Linked DNA regions of Mus musculus: regions 1 and 3 are each linked to region 2. A link is a contact called in public Hi-C and HiChIP or PLAC-seq data. All regions are on one chromosome and are shown on one strand. The core of a region is the stretch at or near the end of the contact, and the rest is flanking DNA. Distances in the headings are between cores, read along the strand shown.

Region 1 (3,492 bases), core at 756-3,255, 150 kb after region 2:
TCCTCCAAGGGGAATGCTGCTTCTATGTCAACCAATCAGGTATAGTAAAAAACAAAATTCAACAATTTCAAACAGACTTCCAGAAATGTAAAGAACAGCTCAATGCCTCCAATATGGGCCTTTGCGAAACCCCATCTGCCTTTACTGACCCCATTTCTTCTCATTTTTCTGCTTTTACCAATCATACCCTGCCTTATCAATTTCCTCTCTGCAGTTTTCCAATGACAAATTAAAAAACTCTCTAGTCTAACAACTAATCAGTTACTGTTACAGGACCACCAGCCCACTAGCCACAGAGTCTGAGGTGTGAGCCACACACACTGGTGTGTCCTGATGGTGAGGATGACAACACCCCCAGACAGCAGGAAGTGGGCCAAACAGCAGGATGCTCTCCTTCCCGCCTCAGCCTCAGTCATCCCTTTCTAGTTCCTCCTTTTTATAATATACAAAATGGAGGAATGTTAGCAACTAGGCATCTCCACCACCTGCCACAGGGACCAGAGTTAGCAGGATAAGTCATTACTAGATGACAAGCTGGGACACATTCCCACTGTCACCACCACTGGCCGGCCTACAAGCTCCAGGGAGTCCCCAAATTTCTACCTCATCAGCACTGGAATTATGCCTGGCCTTTTAAAAACCAAACCAAACCAAACCAAACCAAACCAATAAAACATGTTTTCTACTGTTCACTCATTTAAGTTCTGTATAGTAAACTTTTGTATGTAAGTGGATACCTTCCAAAAACTTTTGTTGCCTGTTTTCAAAGTCTATATGAAAACTACACAGTTTTCATACTCTATATTTTAAGCCATGGTTAAATGAGTTGGCTACTATTGGTGTTGACACACTTAAAAAGAGAAAAGTTTACTACGTCTACATTGTCATATTTTCTATGACTGGAGGCTGGCATTTCATTCATGGAAGTGTGGTGATATGACAGCTACCCTTAACCTGTGCACTGTGTTTTCTCTGTCATGACCTGCACTAACCCAGTCATGGAGTGCTCAGACTGAGTGATAATTTGCATGGGTGGGTCCCCCGTGATGACTAAAGAGAGGTAACACATAGCCACACATAAGGGCCACTAGCCCTGGAATGCCAGGAGATCCTAGTCACCTGTGTGTGAGATAAGAACAGGCCTGTGGGGTGTGAACAGCTGCCTCTGCTTCTGGAAAACATGCTTGTTGCCATGGGAAAGGGTTGAAATGGTATTTTTACTACAATATAGCAGGAAAGTAAGAAACAACGGAGGACATGAAACAATTCTGCCCAGCTGTGGATTCGTGGAAACACTCCTTTCTGATGTCTGCCTTAAAACCTCACCTTAAACCCCTTGCCATTCTGTATGCTGTCCTGCTCTAAGGCTGCTTCCTCCTGCTGGCAGTAAGATTAGATTCATTTAATCTAAATTTGAAAGTGCCCGAGTCTTTAGTTTCTCCCAGTGGATTTGAATGCCACAACAGAGGATTAAGGGAATCTGTGCCCATGACTTGTCTAACCCTCATCAGTACTTCACTGTAAAGAATAAATAAAGAAATAGAGTTGGTGGGTCACACTTGGTTTCCCGGCACTCAGGAGGCTGAGGTAGGAGACCACCATGACTTACAGGTCAGAAAGGATCACTAGTCTGTGAGAGGCCAAAAACGAATAGAGAAATGAAAACTCTTTTAAAATATGACCGCATTAGTAAACTGGAACCCAAGTGCCGCCCAGCATGCAGGTTCTGCTGATGCCTCAAGGCAGAGAGGACACCGCACTGAACACACCCAGCGGGCATGCCCAGGAGGTCCTGGACTCTCAGGTGTGCTGCCAAGGAAGCCAAGGCCAATCACTCCCACCCCCTCCTCCTGGTGGTCTCCCTGTAGCAGTTTGGAGGGAACTACATTTCCCAGTGAGCACTGGACACTAGATTGGCCGCTCACGGTGATACGCAGGCCCACTAGGGAGGACCAGAACTAGCTTCCTGTTCCTGTTTCTCTAGTGAGTCACAAGTGTGGTTTTTGCCTGTCAGGCCTCCCTTGGGCCCTCAGAGATCTATCAACCAGCAGTCAGCCTCGTCTTTTCAGGCACTGAGTACGTGCTCTAAGAGTTGAGGCTTCCATACTGAAAATGGCTCACGGATGTGATCTCACAGAGGCAGAGACAGTGAGCCTCCCTGAAGAAACCGGGGCTTGATGTCCTTGAAACTGAAGGTGGCAAGTTCCTAGTGATTGCTGACAGTCTTTAATCTTTAAGGGCACTCAGAAGGTCAGGACAAGAGATCCACGCCTAGCTTTCAGGATCATTTTCAGAATCCAGGTTTTAACACTGAAGGCTGTGAATGCCAAAGGCATAGTGTAGTGAAGACAAACAACCAGGCTGGGACGGCTAATGGGAGGGTGACCATCATCCCTTACTGAGATGCTAGAGCAGTTAGGGTATTATGTATACCCCCAAGAGTTCGAAGGTTTACCTTAGGCTGATTAGTGGCTCTGACCCAGTGGGCCTTAGATGTCTCCTGCCTCTGAACAGCGGCAAGAAAGGGTTTTGTGTGGACACCTTCAGCGGTCTCGAGTGTTTCCTCTGCCCTGGAGTCAACTTTTCCTGACGGTACAAAGTGGGAACCCTGGGTTTCTTGTCTTCTAGCCCATTTCTCTTTGTGAAATCATGAAATAAACTACAACTCCTATATTGGATTTGCACTTAATTATTCTTTAAATTTACTTTTCGAGACAGAGTTCCTCTGTAGTCGTGGCTGCCCTGGAACTCATGCTGTAGACCAGGCTGGCCTTGAACTCACAGATATCCACCTGCCTATGCCTCCTGAGTGCTGGGATTAAAGTCTTGTACCGCCACCATCATCACGTGGATATTGCACTTCACATTTTCAAGGAAGATGGTTCTTAACAGTCTGCCAGCTGTCATTCTTCTCCTGTTTGGCTCAGGGCATTCCGTTCAGAGTCTCCTAATCAGAGATCTTCCCTTTCAATTTCGGCATCCTGCCTTAGCAAGCTATCATATCTTTCTGGTTCAGACCTCAAATGTACACAGCACCTAACTTGAGTATTGGCAGTGTACTCATGCCCTACCTAGTCTTGAAGGTAATTTCTAGTTTCTCTGTCTGAGTTCAGGCTATCTGGTGAATTTCCTTCAGTGAAAGAGGTGGCTCCTGAAGCTTCCAGAAAGGAGTGTGATTTTATTTTATTTTATTTTACTTTTGTTATTAAAAATCATGATGACTACAAAAATGGTTCTTTTAGCCACAAAGGTAAAGCAGTTTGAACCATTTGCACCTTTTCTATGTCCACCCCAGGTCCTGAATAATAGCACAGAGACTTATTTATTTAATCATGCCTAGGCCTTAGCTTAGGCTTGTTCTTCTAATTAATTTATATTACACTGCTCTGTGTCTAGTGAATTACCTCTCCTCGGTTTCTGATATCTGACTTTCTCCTCATCTCAGTGGTGGGTCTTCCTGTGTTAGATTCTTTCCCGGAGCTTTGTTCTTTA
Region 2 (3,505 bases), core at 540-3,039:
TTTTCCTGCCAAAGAGGACCAGGACACTCAGATCCAGCAAAGCTGCCCCACCTGTCACTTGCTTCCTTTTGTGGCTCCAGCTGGGCTTTCACTTGGGGAAGGGGGTGGGGCAAGACACCTGAGAACTGAGTTGAGACTTTCCCATTCAAAGGCAATATGGTAGACACTTCACTGGAACAAAGTCCACAGAGCTTCACCAAAATTAGTTTCCTATGGAACAGGCTAGACCTGTTGGCTAAGAATTCTGATTGTAGCAAAGCTTCAAGATGTGGGTCAGGGAAGACCTGACAGTAGAGATTCCTTAAAACTACTCTTATGGGGGCTGGAGAGATGGCTCAGAGGTTAAGAGCACTGACTGCTCTTCCAAAGGTCCTGAGTTCAAATCCCAGCTCACAAACATCCGTAATGAGATCTGACGCCCTCTGCTGGTGTATCTGAAGACAGCTACAGTGTACTTAGATATAATAAATAAAAATCTTAAAAAACAAACAAACAAAACCTACTCTTACAAGGTTGGAGTCTCTGAAGGAATAGCTTAGTTCTCTGCTTCCTCACTGGGTGCCAGTGGCTCGGTTTTCTGAAACCCTGGTTATGGCTTTGGGGGATAAGGGGATTCCTCCAGGCTGGAAGCAACTTTTGAAGCCTGGAATCTCTAACTAGGGATCATGAGACAAAACACTACCTCAAAAGACAACAAAAACATTACCTAGGACCCACAGAAATAGGACCCTCCTTACCCACTGCTTTGGTTTTTTGGATGTTCTGTGCAAATCTTCCACCAGAGTCACAATCTCCCTGCTGCTCTTTGGATACCGATGCCAGACCTGTGCCTGGATCTCTGGAGGTAGGATGACCAGAAACTGCTCCATCACCAGGAGCTCCAAAATCTGCTCTTTAGTGTGTAGTTCAGGCTGCAGCCACTGTCTGCAGAGCTGTTGAAGGCAGGAGAGCGCTTCCTGGGGCCCAGACACTTCTTGATAGCAAAAGTGTCTGAAGCCCTGGCGGGAAAGCTCAGGGTCAGGATAGGCTTTTTGCTGAGGGGGGCCACGGTTTTCTTCCAGCTTCATTATTATGTGTCTCTCTTGCTTGTCAGAATCCTCAGTGTGGGTGCTCAAAGTTATCTCCATTCTAGCTGCCATTTTGGGGGCTCTGGGAACAATGTGTCACTCTAATGGTAAACTGATTATGTCTTCTGGGTCCTTGCTCTGGAGAAATCTGAAGGCTAGAAAAATGTTAGGAACGAAGCCTCCCTGGAAGGACTGCAAAGACATAGCTTTCTCATTTGCTAGTCTTTATCCCAGACTCTGAAAACAAAATAGTTCCCGGTCTTTTCGTCAGTTTTTAAGGAGAAAAGTCATAATACCCCAGAAGGGCACTGGAGAGAATATTTTATTTTTGTATCTGGCGAAATTCACAACGCGTTAGGGCCGGTAGAGGAATCCCCAGGGAAAGTTTAAGCTATCATCTTGTGGGTAGCTCGCACCAACTCTCCGGCATCTGGCAGACACCGACCTGATCCAGCACCTCTGAGCGAAGCAGAGCCAAGGCCACAGCGCGACCAATGCGTGGTTAAGGATAGGGAGTGCGGCTCCGCGGCCCAGTCAGCTCGGACACGCAGCTCCACAGCAGTGTTGGGTGTCAGTTCCAGTAGCCACCTGCGACACCACGTTCTGAGGCAGCTCAGAAGCCAGTGCCCGCCTGCAGGTGACCCACCTTGCCAGAGACTGGACACCGGGAACCCTAGAGCACAGTCTAGGGGAGGAGCCGGAGCCCCGCCACGGAGACGCCCACTGGCTCCAAGAGCTACCCACGGGAAGGCCCGCCTCTCCTCTACAGGACTGGGTCTCCAGGACACTGCTAATCTTTTATTGGCTGTTTGATTTATCAATCAGTCGCAGTGCCTCTTGGGAGTCGTAGTTCAGTGGCTAGTCCCGGAGCGTTCGCAATGTACTGCCTAATACCAGATAGTTGGCAGTCACTCGGTTGGCTGAGGGAATTTGGGGCAGCAGAAAGTGCGAGGGGTCCAGCGAGTCCTCCGTATGGGGGGCTTCAGGTCAGGTCTCATATTGGCCGGGAGGGCCTCCCTCTTAGGACATGTCTGTGGTGTACTTGAAACAGGACCCAGGGGTTGGACGAACCCGCTGAAACTCATTCTCCATAGCAGGATCTTAACTTTCTTCGACCTCGCCTCTAGGCTTTTTCCTATTCTTGCGTGGTCTAACCTTCGCAAATGACTCAACGAATGCAAACACGTAGGAAACAAAGTAGTTTGCCCACTGCATGGGCTATCTTCAGAGTCTGAGGTAAAGCCTGACAACCTGGTACCATCTACGATGTGCAATGGTGAGAGATCAGTCTCTGTCTTCACAATCAATGAAGCAATAATTATGTGATGAATGGAACTTACGAGGTCAGTGTGGGGGTCATTAAACCAGGAGAGCATCTATTAGACTTTCTTGAGTTTCACGAAGTACGGGATATGAGAGAAAGTGTAAGGCAACTACAACTTCTCTTACTTGAAGACCAACCTTAACTTTTTCCGTACACATCTTCGTATGCTTGAAGACTTTGGACCCTCTCCCCACATACTAACAGCTTAACATTTCCAAAAATAGTTTCTCCTATGATTTTTGCCTTTCTTTCACAGCTCTCGTTTATTTTAAAATTTATTTATTTAAAGGTGTATGGTGTTTTGCCTGCCTGTCTGTCTGTGTATCACATGTGCCTGCTGCCCATGAAAGCCAGAAGAGAATGTTGGAATCCCCTGAAACTGGAGAGTTGTGAGCTCTGGTGTGGGTGCTGGGAATCAAACCCAGACCCTCTGGAAGAGCAGCCAGTGCTATATACAGTGAACTGCCTCTCCAGCTCCTTTTATTTTTATTCGTTATATATAATCTTTTTGTTGTTCTGAGACTTCTCACAATGTAGCCCAGTGTATAATCCTTCAACCTCTGCTTCCTCAGTGTGGATGAAAGGCATGTGCAAGCATGCTCTAGAAAACTTTCAATTTTTTTCCCTTAAGGCTGGGAGATAGCTCAGTTGATATAGTGCTTGCCAAACAAGCATGTGAAAAATCTGGATGTGATGATGAGCTCTTGTAATTCCCATACTGGGGAGGTGGAGGGAGAGCAGGTGGATCATTGGAACTCCCTGCCCTCCTACACTAGCCTAGGAGCTAATTTCTAGGCCAATGAGAGATCCTGCCTTAAAATAGGAAGATGGAAAAAAGAAAAACACACAAACAAACAAACAAACCCCATGAGGCAGGCCTCTAGAGGCCTTCTAGAGGGTTTGGGTTGTATTCTAAGCACTGTGTCAGGCAGCTCACAATCATATATAACTCCAAATTCAGGGGATCTAACGCCTCTGACCTCCACTGCCACCTCACACGTACATGCCCAGATATAGGCTCATACACCTACATATAATTAAAAATAATAAATAAATCTTTAAAAAGTTCAAAAAGCAACCGGGCATAGTGGCGCATGTCTTTAATCCCAGCACT
Region 3 (3,738 bases), core at 480-2,979, 210 kb after region 2:
CGTTAAAGATCTCCTTATAACCTAAAATCTTCGGGCTCACCCTTACCCCCAGACATCCCACCATATCCTAAATACCAACCAAACTTGTAACACATGAACCTGAAACACATGTATCAGAAATCCCTGAGTAAGCATTACTACTAATCCCATTGGCATTAAAAGAATGATATCAAGAGCTGGTTTAGTGGTTAAAAGGCTGGCTGTTATTCCAGAGGACCTGGTTTGATTCCCAACACTCATGTAGCACCTAAAGTTTATAACTCCAATTCCAGAGGATGCAGTGCAGTTATCTAGTCATCACAGGAACTGCACACAGATAGTACATGGCCAAACATACAAGCAAAGCATTCATACACTTAAATAAAAAAAATCTCAAAAAATTAAAGAATAATAAAGAAATACTATGAAGAAATCTTCTCACAAATTAAAAAAATCTATGTGAAAGAGACCAGTCCCTTTTAAAAAGTTTTATTCAGTTCCTTCCAGTCAGTGCCAGCCCCTGGACACCTTACGCATGAACCCTGTGGATGGTCCCATGTTCCCCAGAGGACTCACCACTAAGCAGGCGTCCTAGCATGCCCAGGATCTTAGGATCACTGGTAAGTGGAACACAACATCTGTTTGAATGCAACCGGGAGGGGCCTGTGCCAGCAGGATCAGGGACACAGGAAACCTACCCATCCAGAGGCTTGGTTCCTTCTTGTCAGTGCTGGTCTACCTTGGTTTTGAACACAATGGACAGCCCTCAGTCCCCAGAGAAGGTAACACTTCCAGGTGCTGTAACATGTACAGGATCTTAGGAGTCCAGGATCCCAGCATCCCAGGAGCTTGGTCACACCAGGATCTCGGGGTCTCAGAGAAAGCTTGACTACCAAGAACTCTGACACTCCCAGAATCTCAGGTTCACAGGATACCGGGAACCTGAGAAAGCTGGACTCTGAGGAGTTCTGAGTCAACTGGGATTACAGGAAGGACAGGCTCCAATCAGATATACTGAGGGCAGTGAGCACTTGAGATAATCAGATCGCAGGAGGCAATTATAAGAACAGAAGCAACAGAAACTAAGGTTACTTGGCATCATCAGAACCAACCTCTCCCACCATAGCAAATCCTGGATACACCATTACACCAGAAAAGCAAGATATGGATCTAAAGTCACTTCTCATGATGATGATGGAGTACTCTAGGAAGGAAATAAATAACTCCCTTAAAGAAATACAGGAGAAAACATCCAATAAGGTGAAAGAATTGAACAAAACCATGAAAGATCTAAAAATAGAAGTAGAAACAATAAAGAAATCACAAAGGGAAGTCACTCTGGAAATAGAAAACCTAGGAAAGAAGTCAGGAGCCATTGATGCAAGCATAACCAACAGAATACAAGAGATAGAAGAGAGAATCTCAGGTGCAGAAGATACCATAGAAAACATTGACACAACAATCAAAGAAAATGTGAAATGCAAAAAGATCCTACCCCAAAACAACCAGGAAATCCAGGACACAATGAGAAGACCAAACCTAAGGATAATTGGTATAGACGAGAAGGAAGATTTCCAACTTAATGGGCCAGTAAATATCTTCAACAAAATTAAAGAAGAATGTGGAAAGCCGCAATATATGTGCGGTCACTAGATGGTGCTAAACCTCCATCGTGCCAAACCGATCTCTTTGTCTAGATCGGGCTCTTGTGCGCAGGTCCAAAGAGCAAAAGCCCGCCAAAAAGTCACCAGTCCATCTCCCAGGGCACTAGCCGAACCCCTGAGGGCTATAGCCTGTCCCCAGGGTGCATGAGAATCCCGAGTTAAGCTACCAGTCCTAGTTAAACACGTCACACCTTAGGGTATATAAGCCACACACGTTTCTGAGCCTTCTTTGTCTACCTCATTATGTTGTGAAATAAAGTAACCACGGAAGGATCTGTGTGTCCTGTGTGTGTTACTGCGGGCAGGGACAAAGCTCAGGATAGTTGGTGCTTGGAACCCGGGAATACGCCTTACCAATGCGCCCAGAGAGAAGACCCTCCGACCAACCGGAGCAGATTCAGAACCTTGGTGGATTCAGCTCCGAGAGGATACTGGTACGTGACTTTAATCCTTCTTAATCCCTCCTCTTAACTTGAAGGTGGCACTGAAAGCCTTTTGTTCTCGTGCTGGCTGTGTTAACCCTATTTCTTCTGGTTTTATCCTGCGCTCACCAGAAATGGTGCTGAAAAATTTTGACTGTTGTTAAGCACGGTCAGATGGACGTATATAAGCCGCAGTGCTTGTCCCATATTTAAGCCTCTCCTGTAGATAAAGGAGCAGTATGGGAACTTCACATTCTGTGATTACAGCGCTCCGGTCTGTGTTAAAGCAGCGTGAGATAAAAATCTCTACAAGAACCTTAGAAACATTCATCAGGGAAATTGAACGTATATCACCTTGGTACGAGTGTTCAGGGTCGTTAACTCTTTCCTCTTGGGAGAAATTAAGGGAAGACTTAGCTAAGGAACAACAGAATGGGAAATTAAAGGCAGGGACCATGCCGTTATGGAAACTGGTAAGATCGTGCCTGGAGGATGAGAGATGCCGTCCAGCAATAATAACAGGACAAGGGGTATTGGAAGAACTACAAGACAGTATGCCAGAAACGGAGCAGTGTGATAGGTTAAGAGCTCAAAAAAGGAAAAATGTGCACAAGAAGCAAAGCCCTTCCAAAGACCTTGAGTCTGAGGAAGTGAAAAATTTGGGAATAAATTCCCAGGGAGAGAAAAGAGATAAGGAGAAAGTTCAGGAAAAGAAAAGCCTTTATCCGGTAAAGGAACTAGAGGCTTTGAGGCTTGATAGTTTAAAATCAGATGAGCTTAGTTCCTCTGAGGAAGAGGAGTTAGAATATGAGGCAGCTCACTATAAAAAAGAAAGATACCATCCAGATGAAAGGCAAGTGAAAAAATCAGAGACAAAAATTAAAGTTACTGGAGACACAGAGCAGGCCACCTCTAGGCCTTCTAGTCTCAATACTCCTCCACCTTATGTGGAGAAATTTTATTCTGATTCTTTTCTTTCAAAGGAGGAAAAGAAAAAATTATATCAGGCATTTCCTGTCTTTGAAGCTGCAGATGTAGGGCGAGTACACGCCCCTGTGGAGTATATTCAGATAAAAGAACTTGCTGAGTAGGTTCGCAATTATGGAGTTAGTGCCAATTTCACTATCTCCCAAATTGAAAGATTTACAACTTTAGCCATGACTCCAGGAGACTGGAAGACAACAGTGAAGGCTGCACTCCCTAACATGGGACAATATATGGAGTGGAAAGCCTTGTGGCATGATGCTTCTCAGGCGCAGGCCAAGGTCAATGCCACTGCTGAAGGCAATCAGAGAAATTGGACATTTGAATTATTAACAGGACAAGGGAAATATGCTAATAATCAGACGAATTATGATTGGGGAGCATACACTCAAATCTCCGCTGCTGCCATTAAGGCGTGGAAAGCACTTTCCAAAAAGGGAGAGTCTGGAAGATACTTGACAAAAATTATACAAAATCCCCAGGAGTCATTCTCAGACTTTGTAGCTAGAATGATGGAGGCAGCAGGCAGAATTTTTGGAGACTCTGAACAGGCAATGCCTTTAGTGGAACAGTTGATTTATGAGCAAGCCACTCAAGAATGCAGAGCAGCAATTACACCCAGAAAGAGCAAAGGATTGCAAGATTGGTTAAGGGTATGTCGTGAGCTTGGAGGCCCCTTAACTAATGCA

Evidence for each region. Hi-C and Micro-C count contacts between places; a contact is called where the count stands out from the background. HiChIP or PLAC-seq counts read pairs in DNA pulled down with a chosen protein or histone mark.
Region 1: a Hi-C map of bone marrow-derived macrophages shows a contact between it and region 2, with 3 times the contacts expected there. The contact joins the enhancer-like site here to the promoter of Zfp174 in region 2. A contact is called at or near these places in 2 of 39 promoter capture datasets (the C10 cell line and neutrophils), 2 of 484 Hi-C or Micro-C datasets (the Ba/F3 cell line and bone marrow-derived macrophages), 3 of 115 datasets of contacts at active chromatin or transcription factors (bone marrow-derived macrophages, effector CD8 T cells and pancreatic cancer cells) and 2 of 9 other capture datasets (adipose tissue and pancreatic islet).
Region 3: an H3K4me3 HiChIP or PLAC-seq map of bone marrow-derived macrophages shows a contact between it and region 2, with 5 times the contacts expected there. The contact joins the promoter of 6720473M11Rik here to the promoter of Zfp174 in region 2. A contact is called at or near these places in 1 of 39 promoter capture datasets (the C10 cell line) and 1 of 115 datasets of contacts at active chromatin or transcription factors (bone marrow-derived macrophages).

The regions. Positions count from the first base shown.
Region 1 is chr16:3,697,959-3,701,450 of GRCm38.p6, reverse strand. No RefSeq gene overlaps it. Among named protein-coding and RNA genes, the nearest start is that of Mefv, 18 kb to the left of the region's middle. Within about 2 kb of position 2,005, at least 68 of the 459 cell types and tissues checked have an H3K27ac peak or open chromatin away from gene starts, as enhancers often do. A contact at or near this core is called in the Ba/F3 cell line, adipose tissue, bone marrow-derived macrophages and 1 more, where this site is marked.
Region 2 is chr16:3,845,507-3,849,011 of GRCm38.p6, reverse strand. It overlaps Zfp174 (zinc finger protein 174), which reads right to left and starts at 1,789. Exons shown (of 3, transcript NM_001081217.1): 1 at 738-1,789. The coding sequence starts at 1,139.
Region 3 is chr16:3,631,179-3,634,916 of GRCm38.p6, reverse strand. It overlaps 6720473M11Rik (RIKEN cDNA 6720473M11 gene), which reads left to right and starts at 1,729. Exons shown (of 2, transcript NR_165178.1): 1 at 1,729-2,077.